2 separate regions of the Lactuca sativa genome follow, and region 2 is linked to region 1. A link is a contact called in public Hi-C data. All regions are on one chromosome and are shown on one strand. The core of a region is the stretch at or near the end of the contact, and the rest is flanking DNA. Distances in the headings are between cores, read along the strand shown.

Region 1 (6,845 bases), core at 2,854-5,353:
TATAGGGTATAAAAAATATTCAGTGGTATGAAAAAGTTATTTTTCGACCAACTTCAATGTGACGTGTGGAAGGATCTAGAAGTTAAAAAATCGTAAATGTTATTTGTTGGGAAAGATATTAATGTGTAGTTTCCATTGAAAAAAACGACCAGCATTTTGAAATTTTGTAGAGGGAGTTATGATGTTTTTGCAACAGGAAGTCCAATGTTTAAAAATGTTTGATAGTCTGAAAAAAAATTGGACCAACTCCAACATGAAAGTCTTGGATGATTGAGAAGTCAAAAAATCATGTTTATTATATGCTTGGAAAGTCCCGAATGTCTATAAAGAATGATAAGTCTGTTGGAGTTCGTGGAGGTAGTTATGACGTTTTTTTTCGTAGGATGTCCAGTGTTCAAAATCATATTCGCTGGTCTGAAAAAATATTTTTTTCTACCAACTTTAATGGAAAGTCTGAAACGATCCAAATGTCCAAAACTCGTGTATTTTATATGTATGGAAAGCTATGGATGTGTATTTTCTAATTAAAAGAAGGAAAATGTTTTGGAGCTTTTTAGAGGGAGTTACCATGTTATCCACAGGATATATCAGTTGTATAAAAAATGTACGGTGGTTTGAAAAATATTTTTAGACCAACTTCAACTACATGTCTAGAATAATCTAGAATCAAAAAACCATTTATGTTATATTTTTTGAAAGATTTGGATGTATAGTTACCAATAAAAACGGTAAGTCTTTTAGAGTTTTGTGGAAAGATTCATAACATTTCTGTCACACGCTGTTCAGTATACAAAAAAAAAATGTTCGGTGATATGAAAAAATATCTTTTGGACCAACTTCAACGAATAGTCTGGAATAACCAATATGTCAAAAAATCATGTATCTTATATGTTTGAAAAGCTCTAGATAAAAAACAACAAAACTTTTGGAGTTTTATAAAGGAAGTTAAGATGTTTTTGTCATTGTCTGTCTAGTATATATAAATATGTCTGTTGGTCTGAAAATATGTTTTGTGATATTAAATATTTCATTGGGGTGAAAATATGTTATGTGGCCTGAAAATATGTTTATATTTGTAAGATCAATAGTCTCATGCCCGTGCAGTGGCGGATCCAGAAAGTAAAATCAAAGGTTGCACAAATTCTTTAGGGGTTGCACTATTAGAATTTTTTTTTGTTACCGAGTGAAGTTTCTGTCACAAAGTCGTCACTAAACCAGTGAATTTACACTAAATTTATAGCTATCAGACTTTGTGATGGATTTGTTACGGATTAGAGACGGATTTCCAATAGTTTTGTGACTAATTTTCGGAAAAAAAAAACATGAAATTTGCATCTGACGGGAAAATTGGAGGGGTATCCCGGGCTACCCCGGGCTACATAGTAGCTCCGCTCCTGTGCCTGTGTTTATGCAGGTTTATCGCCTAGAATCTAGATTGCTTCAATATCATTTAGAAAATTAATAAACCTAAAGATAACTTAACAATCACTGCCAATGGAACGTATTTTCTTTATTTTAATTACATTGGTGATTGGTATATGTATGCATATAGTTGAACTATTTCAAAGATCAATATATCCTGCGGACTTCACATGGACCTATCCCCTAATTTGACTATATATCACCGAATCATATATCAGATTGTGGGCATAGATATCAAGTTTGAAGACGCTATACATGGTTTATGGCTCATTGTTTATCTTGTTTTTTTTTTTCCTTGGAAACTTTTAACATATTATTGTCATATTTTGCACCATATGGCATTATGGTCAAGCAATTGGTTAAATATAGTATTTTATATTAAGCAATGAAAAGAAAATCTTTGTTCCGTTTCACAGTCATATTAGTGGTCATAAAAAAACAGTAAAAAAAATCAATTATTAGAGGTAAGCATCTCAGTAATTCCATTTCTAATGTTTAATAATGTTATCATTGTGGTAGAATGGCTCACATGATACAATTAAGCTGATAAGAACAATCATAAGAAAGTAATAGCGTTAACGACAATGCTTGAAATACTACCAATGAAGAATTCTTAATTCTTTATATATGCTTATGGGATTGTTAATCTGGTATGGATCGAGTTGGATTGTTGATAGTGGTACCCCATGTCAATATGTCATGTTACATCAATTGAGTATTTTTATTCAACTTACACTCTAGGTGAGGTTGGATATGTTAAAGGGTACGCTATGTTAAAATATTAAGGACACTGTAGGCTACTAGCACATGTCACATCCAATTTAATGCTCTTAATTAGAAAGATATTAAGATAAAATTATATAACTCTTTGTCAAAATGTATATGTCATCAAGTTTTCATGATTTTTTTACAACCATAGTATTTCATAAAATGGTGAATCAAAGTTTAACATTGCATTCATCACGAAGAATACCCCCTCATGAATAAAAAAAACCGATTTGATCAATAAATCCAAATTATAAATTCACCCATTTCTCAAAAATTTGTATCTATAACAACTTTAAACTTCAAGCCCCGTATATTACATCCTACAACTTTGAAGTTTGAACATATCCGCATTGGATTGGAATCACATGACATGCATTTATTGATCAAATAGGCCCACCACCCACTATATTCTGTTTTGCTTAACTCATTGAAAAAAACAACCCAAAGGGGCCCAAAACCTACCAAACCAAAGTAAACACATAACGTGGTCCTTTTACAAACCAATAATGCCAAATTAAACACAACATGTGGGTCCTTTTACTAACCAATCATGCATTTGCTCCATTACCCAATTACGAAAAAACACAATCTTATGAGCATCTCATAAATATGAATAAACAAGAACAAAGAAAAACAAACAAATTGCTTTTCTACTTATTTGTACAATTAAAAAAGCCTTGGAACTTAATTCAACACAATCAACCGATAACGATGAAAATCTAATAGTCGTTGGAGACGGGAATGTGTTCATCGGAGGAGATGAACACATTTGGGTAAATGGCTCCAGCCAAACCACCACCAATGAGGGGTCCGACCCAGTACACCCAGTGTCCAGAAAAGTCAAAGCTGGCTACAGCAGGTCCAAAAGATCTAGCTGGGTTCATTGATCCACCAGAGAATGGACCTGCTGCCAAAATGTTGGCGCCAACAATGAACCCGATTGCCATTGGGGCAATTGTGCCAACTGACCCCTTCTTTGGGTCACATGCGGTGGCGTACACTGTGTACACCAACGCAAATGTGATAACAATTTCGAAAACTACTCCTTGAATTGCTCCTAAGCTTCCAACATTGTGTGTAGGAACAGCCTGAAAAAAAAAATATAAAACATAAATATTATTTGAAAAAACCACTTAACCTAACATAATAAGTATTTGTAACTTTATAAATCTTTTTATATAAAAGTCTTCTAATATTACTTTAATGGTTATAAAATTATAGTAATAAATTAATCGTTTATAAAAGAAACAAAAAAAATTAAAAATAATACTCCTCATATTATCCAAGTTGTTTCACCTGCTCATTTTGCTTACGTATAGTACAAATCGTAAAGAAAAGTCTACAATGCTTACCAGGCCTCCGGTGACGAAGCTGAGAAGGAAGCATGCGACGGTGGAGCCAAGAAGTTGAGCGATCCAGTAAAACACGCCGGTAAGGACGGTGATCTGGCCGCCGACGGCCAAACCGAAGGTGACAGCTGGGTTGACGTGGCCGCCGGAGATGTTGGCAGCGATTGATACGGCAACAAACAGAGCAAATCCATGGCAAACAGCGATGGCTACAAGACCAGCTGGATCTAGGGCAGCATCTGCTGTTAATTTGCCTGTATTAAATTAACAAAAAAAGGAATTGGGTTATGGAGATATATCATGATAGATCGGTTAGTAATGGTTATGGGGAGTTCTGAACTTACCATAAGCGATGGCAGAACCTACTCCGGCGAAGACGAAGAGCAAGGTGGAGATGAACTCTGCAATGTAGGCTTTGATAGAGCTGCCACTGAAGGAGTCACCCAAACTACCAATGGCGATTCCAGGCATTTTGTGTAGAGTATTGTATTAATGGATAAGGAATAGCTGAATTTGGAAAGGAGATGGAAATAGAAAGAGAGGGTGATGTTGAATATGGCGCTCTATGTACAACACTAAGAGGGTTTATATACTAAAATTTCCCAAATAATGATCACGTAAATACAAGAGTATTATTTTATTTAGTTAATTTCAAGAACAACATATTTTATTGAAAAAACATTTATAGCAAAATATTTTAATTTTTATCAACAATAGTAATTTACGTCACAATACATTGAACTCTATAGAGTTTAATGGAATGTCATATCATCATTCACTATTCCATACAATTCTTTTTATTTTTATCCCACAATACATTAAACTCTAGAAGTTCAATCAAACATATTAAAAAAGTATTTATTTAAAGATTTAAAGACTTTCTTTTTTCCCATTGATGAGTTCAATGATCCATTGAATGCCAATGTGACATTTCACAATGATGGAGTTGTATCCATTAAGTGATAACTAGGCATGACACCTCATTCAACTCTTCAATTAAACTCCTCATTGTGGATGCTCTTAATTCTTTTTTTAATTATATTTTTTCGGAAGGGCAAACACACACTTATACATTATTGTTAAACTACTTTGTCACCAACGACACTTGAACCTTCAAACATTTGATCGAAGGACAACTTTGTACCAACAAAAGATACGGCTAAGATACAATCTCTTTGGTTATAATTATGTGTTAGTATAGAATTACATATTATGTTAGACCATCCATCCACCCTTATGCGTATTTGTATTATAAAAGCTCTTTGTATATTGATATAAATATCATATAATATGGACATATCCTTATGAAAAAATCATTCGTTAACATGATATTAAATAGCACACACTAAAACCTTAATCTGGTTGTTGTAATACCTTACTCCTCCCGATGTTTTCCTCTTATCTACTCTTTTCCCTCCTCTTCTTTCTAAATTGCCAACACAAACGACAAAGACTTACCCACTTTTGAAAAACCCTTTAAAATAACCGACATTAAAGCCCATGTCCATCTTTTACTATACCTTGAACAACTCAACTACGACGTTTGGAGAGTGCTTTTGAGGCTCTTTGCACCGGATTTGACATTCTTGATCATATGGACAAATCGTGTGATACACCACAATCCATATACCACCTACCATGAACACAAATGGAAGAACACTGATTCCATTGTGATGCTTTGAATAGATGGCACACTCTCGCAACTTATTATTCAAATGAAAAACAATGGCTGTCATATTTGGATCAATTTGCAAATATTATTCTATGATAACAAAGACACAAAGATCAACCAAGTTGACTAGGAACTTCGAAGCATTAGCATCAATGGTTCATGCCTCACTGCATATTGTACTTGCATCAAATCTATCACATGCTTTCTCGACAATGTTGATGACATAGTGCCCGAGAAAATTATTTTTACCTACATGATCAACAATCTCTCTTCTAAATATGAGTACATCACAAGCCTTATCCGATATCACATCCCTCTCCTGACTTTTCTAGAGGCATGTCTTTGCTTCTTCTTAACGATCAAAGAATGTGCCAAACATGAACCAACACCTCACAAACCCGCTTCCTCTCCTACTGTGCTTACCGTGGAATCTTCCACCCATGGAAATCATCACGACAACAACCATTAGGGAAGTCGGGGTGGTTTTTGAAATGGTCTGTGCCAAAAATAACTTCACAATCCTTTATGGGGTCCTAGTTTCACGTATCAACAACAACAATAACCTTACTAGTCTGATTAGTAGCAGGCCTATTTATGAAGTGTTATGAAATCAATCGAATATGTAATCTGATTCAATATGAACACGGTGATGTAAATATAATCTTGATTCAACTCATATTATTTGGAGAGCGTAGAGTACATTTGTGAGAATAAAAGTGAAAGCACAAAGTTGCAAAAGTTACAAATGACTTAAGCCCTACACTATATATATATATATATATATATATATATATATATATATATATATATATATATATATATATATATATATATATATATATATATATCAGGAATTCGACATTGAAAGAGATACAATATAAATTCCTGATAAAATACATATAGAATCGAAGTCATGTAGACCTTCAATCCAGACACTCTAAACAACACTTTGACTACTACTTAAGACTTTGATATATCAGAACATCTTCGACTCTACAATACCCCCTCCTCTTTTTGATCAATATTTAATCTTCAAATTGTAGGTAGCGTTTTTATCACTATCAATAATACTCTTCTTATTTCCATATTCCAAACGATAATCTTCTTTATCGCCACTCTGTCTTCATTAGAATTCTTATTACATTTATTAATGCGGAGAAGAATGCTAGAAAGATTTTGATTAGAATACATTTATTTATCATCAATATGGAAGAAGTATTTCTTTTTGCCTCCTTTCATGTTCTTTCCCTGAAACATTACACCCTTTGATTTCATAAGGATTTCACCATCTTCATAGTCATCAGCGTTCAGATTACCTTTAAAAATTGACATAGGAACTTTTAGCTTTTTATTAAAGGTAGTAGGAAACTCGAAGTCTGTTAATGACAAATGAGCATAGTAACATACGAAGCTTTTGATATGACTATATCTAATGATGTAAGATGCTTTATCTTGAACTCGATCATTATTCATATCTCCCATAATCTTCGTAACAGTAATAAGATCATTCAAGTTCATCAGTGGAAAGTCAACAATAGTGAACTTATAAAGAGTATAATTAGCCCTGACCACCTTGTATCGATAATTTTGAACAACTCCTTCGAAAATGACATCTGGAGTTATTGATACAAGTT
Region 2 (6,631 bases), core at 3,402-5,901, 210 kb after region 1:
AAATTTTATATGATATTAGTCATATTTAATTTTTGAAAATTCAAGAAATTAGCAATTAATAGTCCCCGATTAATCTCCGCCTAGCCGATTAATCCCTTAACCCCAATCCACCGACTAGCTAACGTCAAGTGATTTTTACAACATTGCATATTACTCCTTCCCGAACAAAAAGCATGCAACTACAACTAATGCTAATGCTATCACCCATTGTACTAAATACAACCTACAAAATTATCATTAATAAACAAATTAATATATGAATAAGAAATTATATGTCATACCATTCAATAAAAATTATATAAATTAACTTTGAATCATATTATTAATCAACATTAGAAATCATAATACTATAACATAAATATATACTTCAAATCAAATTCACTAAAAAAAATTCTATATACCATACCAATCTATGGAAAAGTACAAACTAATTTATAAATCTATGAAAATTCACACTGTGACTTAGAAAAACATCTTACATTCATAATGTAAAATTTTAAACCATATTTGATCTTTAATAAAATCTATTAGTACAAAGAGACATACCTTGTAACGAGTATTAGGACAATGAGAATGAATACTATTTTGATAAAAATCATCAGAATCATCATCGTCATTCACTTTTTTATCAATCAACTTTTTTCTTCTTCTTATGTCTCAAAACATAAACTTCACTTTCATCTTCGATAAATACAAATTCTTGAATGCAAAAAAACAAGAATTTGTATAACTCTTTTTGAATGTCCAAAAAATATTAAATGTATAAATTCTAGATGCATGTTTTTCAATAGCGAAAGGAGTCCTTAGCTTGGGGGTAATAGTTGTGGATTGATAATCTAATAAATATTGATGATATCTTTGCTTCTCCATTGCACTATCAAATGATAAATATTGATGATATATTTGCTTCTCCATTTCACTATCATGAACTTCACTTAATTTGATTTATGATGCAAAAAATGTGAGAAAGCATAATTCAGGCTCTCTGATCTTGAATTAGTTTGCATCAAACCAGAAAGTTTAAGATCTCTCATATAAGCCAAAATACAAAAATCCCTTATTTTAAATACATTTAACCAGTCAAATTCTTTTAGATGAAGCTTATCTAACATTTTTGACCTAGAACTTTCAAATTCTTGTGGAGAACATTGAAGATTCCATATAATATCATAAAACGTCTTTTGGAAGTCTGGATGGTTATAAACATCGATAGAAATCTAAAAAAATGAAACACATAAGCATCATTACATAAGTTGAAATAAATTAAAACTATCATTTGAATCTAAAAAAAGATTATAAGAAAATAAAGAAATTGAAAAAAAGTGTGAAAGATGTTCAACCTTCAACTACAAATGAAAAAAGTGAAGCTGTGCAAGATAAAACAACAGCTTAGAACATTCACATTGAAATTAAAGAAAAAATAATTTATATTATAATATACTACACACTTACTGAAATTAACATGATGAATATTTGATGTAGTCTATAGTAACATAACATTGATTCACATTGTAATTTCACAGTGTGCTTTATGATTTGAATTTGTTTCTTTCATCATATGCAAATTCACATTGTGCTTTATGATCTAGAAGGTTATAAACATATATAGGAATCAAGAAACAAAGAAACACATAAACACATATATAAAACTTCAAATAACTTAAAAATGTGAATCATGTACACAAATAAACATAAATTAACAAGAAAATTTTCAAAAAAAAAACACAATTAACAAGAAAATTTTGTATAAAATAAAAACTCAGATAGATAGACAAAAATTTACATATTTTTTTATAAATAAAAATAGAATAATGAACAAGAATATACCTTTTCCTCAAGTTTTTGAGTGATGTGCCACATGCATAGTCTATACTTGGATTCAGTAAAAAAAACTTTAACAACTTTCTTCATTGATGAATCCTAATCTGTTACAATCATCATGGGTGGCTTGACAAATGCTTTACGAAACTCTTCATGCAACTACACACACACACACACACACACACACACACATATATATATATATATATTGATAGTTTCATTTTATTTACTTCTTTTTATAGTTTATTTTACAATATTTCATTTACATTTTAGTTAATTTTCGTGCATATTTTCCTTTTTGTTATTTTATGACCACTTTCAGGTACTTTCTAGTTTCGTGAGTATAATTGCAGATTTTAAGGAAACTAGTGGAGTGGGATCTTTGGGAAGCAATTGGACTTGGAGGACAACGAGGATTTTGGGCTTGATGGCTATGGAGATGATGCGTAGAATGGGCTTGTCAATTACTTGAAGGCTTGGAAGAATTAAACTTTAAATTTGCAAGATGTGGGAGAATTTTCGAGTGTGTGGAGATTGATGATCGGGCGATTGTGGAAGCTATAGATTGTTTAGAAAAGGATAATTGGGCTTAAAAGGAAGAAATCTTGTAGAAAATGGGCTAGAAGTTGGTTAGACTCGAACTGGGCCAATGGACTTAGCTGTGCAGCCCCAACAATTGAAGAAGCCCAATTTCTGTCACTTTTACGCGGCCCGCGTAAGATACCCACGCGGCTCGTGTGGGTTCCTACTGGGGCATTTTCAGAATTTCATTTGAAGCTTTATATTGGGAAGGTTGGTGTGCCACTTTAGGTAACTCTTGCACATCCAAAAACTAACCAGTCCTCTGGAGATTTTGGAGCACTTTGAAGGACAAGAACCCTCAAGAACTTCATCATTTTTGCTCTTAATCTTGTTGAATGTTTGGTACAATCTCTTCTAACTTTGTTTTCTTATGTTTAGCCATGTTAGGCTAAACCAAATTTGGTTGACTTTGGTGAAATCCTTTGACTAGTTGTTGAATGTTGAAGACTCCATAAACTTGTTCTTGAATTTTTATTGGAATGTTTTATGTTTAAACATATTATCATTACTTATATGTTTTTATTCATTAGTTTAAATGTGTTTGTGGTGATTAGTTGGCTAATTTCTTGATTAAGTAAATGATCCTCAAATTAGAAAGCAACAAATGATTTTCGTGTTAGTTTTGCTTCACACAATCATAAAAACATTTTCTCCAACATGGTAATGAAAGCATTTGACTGCTCTTGGATTTGGTGACTTTTTGGTTCTTAATGCTAGTTGACTTTGACTAAGGAAATTGTTATGAACTTCTCTAACCATTTTAATAATTAAGAAAAGTCTAGGTAATCTCAAGCTTCTTGGATTATTATAGCCAAATTAAGAATTTAAAACAACTATTGCACCATTGGATTCTAATGATATGTTCATCAAAAGTCAAAGTAAGGAAACCTTAAGTCAACCATCTTTCTCTTATTGATTTTACATCATAACCTTGTTTTTGTTGAAATTGTCTATTTAAATCCTAGTTTAATTCTAGTTTATTTCAAGTATTTCAAAATACCAAAACCCCCCATTTTACTTTTACTTTTGTTTTATAAGTACTTGAACAAGTGATTTACATAGAGATTTAAATTGAACCAATCTCCGTGGATACGATCCCTTTACCACTATACACTATTTTAGTGTGTAACATTTTGGGTATTTATTTTGTTGGCCTCGACAACCACCATATATATATATATATATATATATGAAACATTATGTCCAGTTTAGACAAGTCTCTACCTATGGATCATTGTTCTTTAAATTTTCCTTGTCATTCTTATTATCAAGGGATCATCTTATGTCATGTATTTTCATACCGAGAGTCATGGGTGGAGCACATCTTGTTGAGTTAGATTTAGGTTTTCATCCATTTTAGTATGGACCTTAGTGGGAGCGAGCTACAGGTCATGCACAGAGGATCAGTAGTCGGATCGACGTATTAGTTTAACACAATGGGTCAAAGGGAGTTGTAGTGCAAGTTAGTTTGATTATTAGAATTTAAGATAGTTGTGGGGTGAAAGGGAGTTGTTGCATGGTTGATGTTTTTAGGATTGTGAGGGTGGTCCTCGCATCAGAATATTTAAGGAAAATATCTCATGGAAGCTGGTTGTCCCCTTCTGTGACAATGAAGTCAGAGTTCTGAAGTGCTTGTATCGCACTTGATGGATGTCAGTTGATTGTTGATAGGCTTTCAATATGATCCCTATTTCTTGAAGAGGCGAGTAGTAGTGAGCCATCACTCTAGAAGTATGGATGATGAATTGACTATATGGGTTTATTTAGATGATGAGATTGTTAGAAGAATATAAATTGTATATGTTGGAGATGTTCGGAGTGCCTCGATCTTCCAGCAAGTGGGTTGTTGGATTGGTGATCTGTCCATTCTGGTGAAGGGTTTAACATTCTTTGTCATTAGCAAGGTTGGTAGAGCGCAGCTGATTCCAAGTAGGGGAGAACTGTTTGAATTATTGGTAATAGTTCCAGGTGTGAAACAAGTAGGATTTGCATACTGCCGGAGGTGCTGGCGGTTATATGTGGTGGTTTATGGAAAATCTTGAGAAGGGGAAATGGAAATAAATGGGTAGGGATTTTTTTTTTAATTTAAAAATGACAAATAAACAAAATAAAATGAAAAAAAAAAATTATTAAGGGTAAAAAAGTCATTTCATGTCAATAGAGACTAAATGTGTAAGGAAAAACAAAGAGAGAGACGATTATTAATTTTTAAAAATAGACTAAATAAACTTTCTGGCAGGGAAGAATAGTACACCAAAAGTTATTATCCCTGACGCTTTTGAACCTAACCTAGATCGACCCAATAACGCCTTTTCAGGGATCCAGATGCCAAAATAAGTACACTTCCAGCGGAGTTGATCGATTTGGAGAGAGAGAGATGTTAAACGCTCTTTCTATGCGAAGGACTGCTCAATTCGGTGACGAAGGAGACGAACACCAAGAAGATGGATCCAAGACCAGAAAGCAGCTTTCAATCGCTACGCGGGTCACCAACTATTTGACCCGAACCGGTTATCTCTGGCCGATACTCTTTCTTGCCATTGTCATCTTCGTAATCTACTCTTTCTTCATTCGTTCCCGCAATTTGATTTGCGTTTCTTCCATTTCTTCCTTTGATCGACTCTCTCGTACCCGATTCTTCGGATTGGATGGACTCGAATCAGACTTTGGATCCCTAGGCGTCCCATGGTGTAAGCTCTCATCACTCATTCACTAGGTGTGTGTACGTGTGTGTGATTTGTTAATGTTGGGGTTTTTTCGATTTGATTTCACCAGATCTGCATCAATGTCATAATGCTCGTTCATATCTATGTTGCTTGATCTAGTTTAACGTTCATCTAGATTGTAAACTGAGAATCGAATGTCTGTATACTCTGCTAGACTTGTGATTTGATGTTCGAATTGACAGAAACAAGCCTAAGAACAACCACATTTAGCTTCTAATCTCATTTCCTTTATAAAAGGCAGATCGAAACATGGCAAAACCATTGAATGGACATCGAAGGATCTGCTTCAAGGTTTGGAAGAGTTTGTACCAATATACGAGACACGACCCATCAAGAACAACATGTACGGAATGGGTTTTGATCACAGCTTCGGGCTCTGGTTTATCACACGATGGCTGAAACCAGAACTAATGATTGAAAGTGGAGCTTTCAAGGGACATTCAACCTGGATATTAAGACAAGCCATGCCAGCCACCCCAATTATCTCACTTACACCTCGTCATCCTGCAAAATACCTTTTGAAAGGCCCTGCATATGTCGATCAAAACTGCACATATTTTGCTGGAAAGGATTTTGTTGACTTTGGGAATGTTAATTGGTCAAAAGTGATGAAGAAACATGGCGTCAATGATTCAAGTCGGGTTCTTATATTCTTTGATGATCATCAAAATGAGTTGAAAAGGTAATCACTTTGCATACCTTTGCCATTCTATTGGGGCATAAATCATGAATCATGAATGTGTGTTTGTTTCTTTGATACAGATTAAAGCAAGCACTTAAAGCTGGCTTCTCTCATCTTGTATTTGAAGACAACTATGATACTGGAACAGGAGATCATTATTCCTTGAGACAGATATGTGATCAGTTTTATATACAAGGTTAGCTATATTCAGTTTGATCAATTGTGGTGTTTGGTTACCAAAATGTATGGAACTTAATTTTATGGATTTCAACATTCCTCACTTGTTAAAATTACACAAATACCCTTAACCATAACTTCATTATAAAAGAATGAACCAGATAAATCAATATAAATTACATAAACCCGAAGCCAAACCAACAAACTCGTTTTCTGTCTTTAAGAAAATTGATTATGTTCGAAGTTTTCTTTTTGTTTTTTTGTCTGTGTTTTTGGTATTTTATTATAACTCATTGTCTTTTTTTCATCAACCATATTGATAGAATTTAACAAAATATATGTAAATTACTAAAAAATAATACAATATATGTTCCCTATTTCAATTTTTAATGGAAACCTTAAATGCGTTTTACTATTTTAATTTTTAACATCGTTAATCAATTATACTTATACATAAAACGATGTCGTTTTGGTTTGGTATCTTTATAAATGGAAACCAAACATAACCTAAAAATTTGGTGTTTCTAAAAACCAAAAAAAATAAAACCAAAAAAAAATTACTTTTTTTGACCATTTTCAAAACATATTATTTTGTGAAATATGAAGATTTTTACAGAATATGAATCAATATTTCGCAAAATAT

Evidence for each region. Hi-C and Micro-C count contacts between places; a contact is called where the count stands out from the background.
Region 2: a contact with region 1 is called in a Hi-C map of leaf, with 8 times the contacts expected there. The contact joins the promoter of LOC111900814 here to the promoter of LOC111900815 in region 1. A contact is called at or near these places in 2 of 4 Hi-C or Micro-C datasets (both in leaf).

What each region holds. Positions count from the first base shown.
Region 1 is chr4:182,906,340-182,913,184 of Lsat_Salinas_v11, forward strand. LOC111900815 (aquaporin TIP2-1) reads right to left here and starts at 4,104. Exons shown (of 3, transcript XM_023896704.3): 1 at 3,884-4,104; 2 at 3,543-3,793; 3 at 2,726-3,278. The coding sequence starts at 4,010. The coding sequence ends at 2,910.
Region 2 is chr4:183,117,015-183,123,645 of Lsat_Salinas_v11, forward strand. LOC111900814 reads left to right here and starts at 4,652. Exons shown (of 4, transcript XM_023896702.3): 1 at 4,652-5,093; 2 at 5,371-5,811; 3 at 5,892-6,007. The coding sequence starts at 5,089.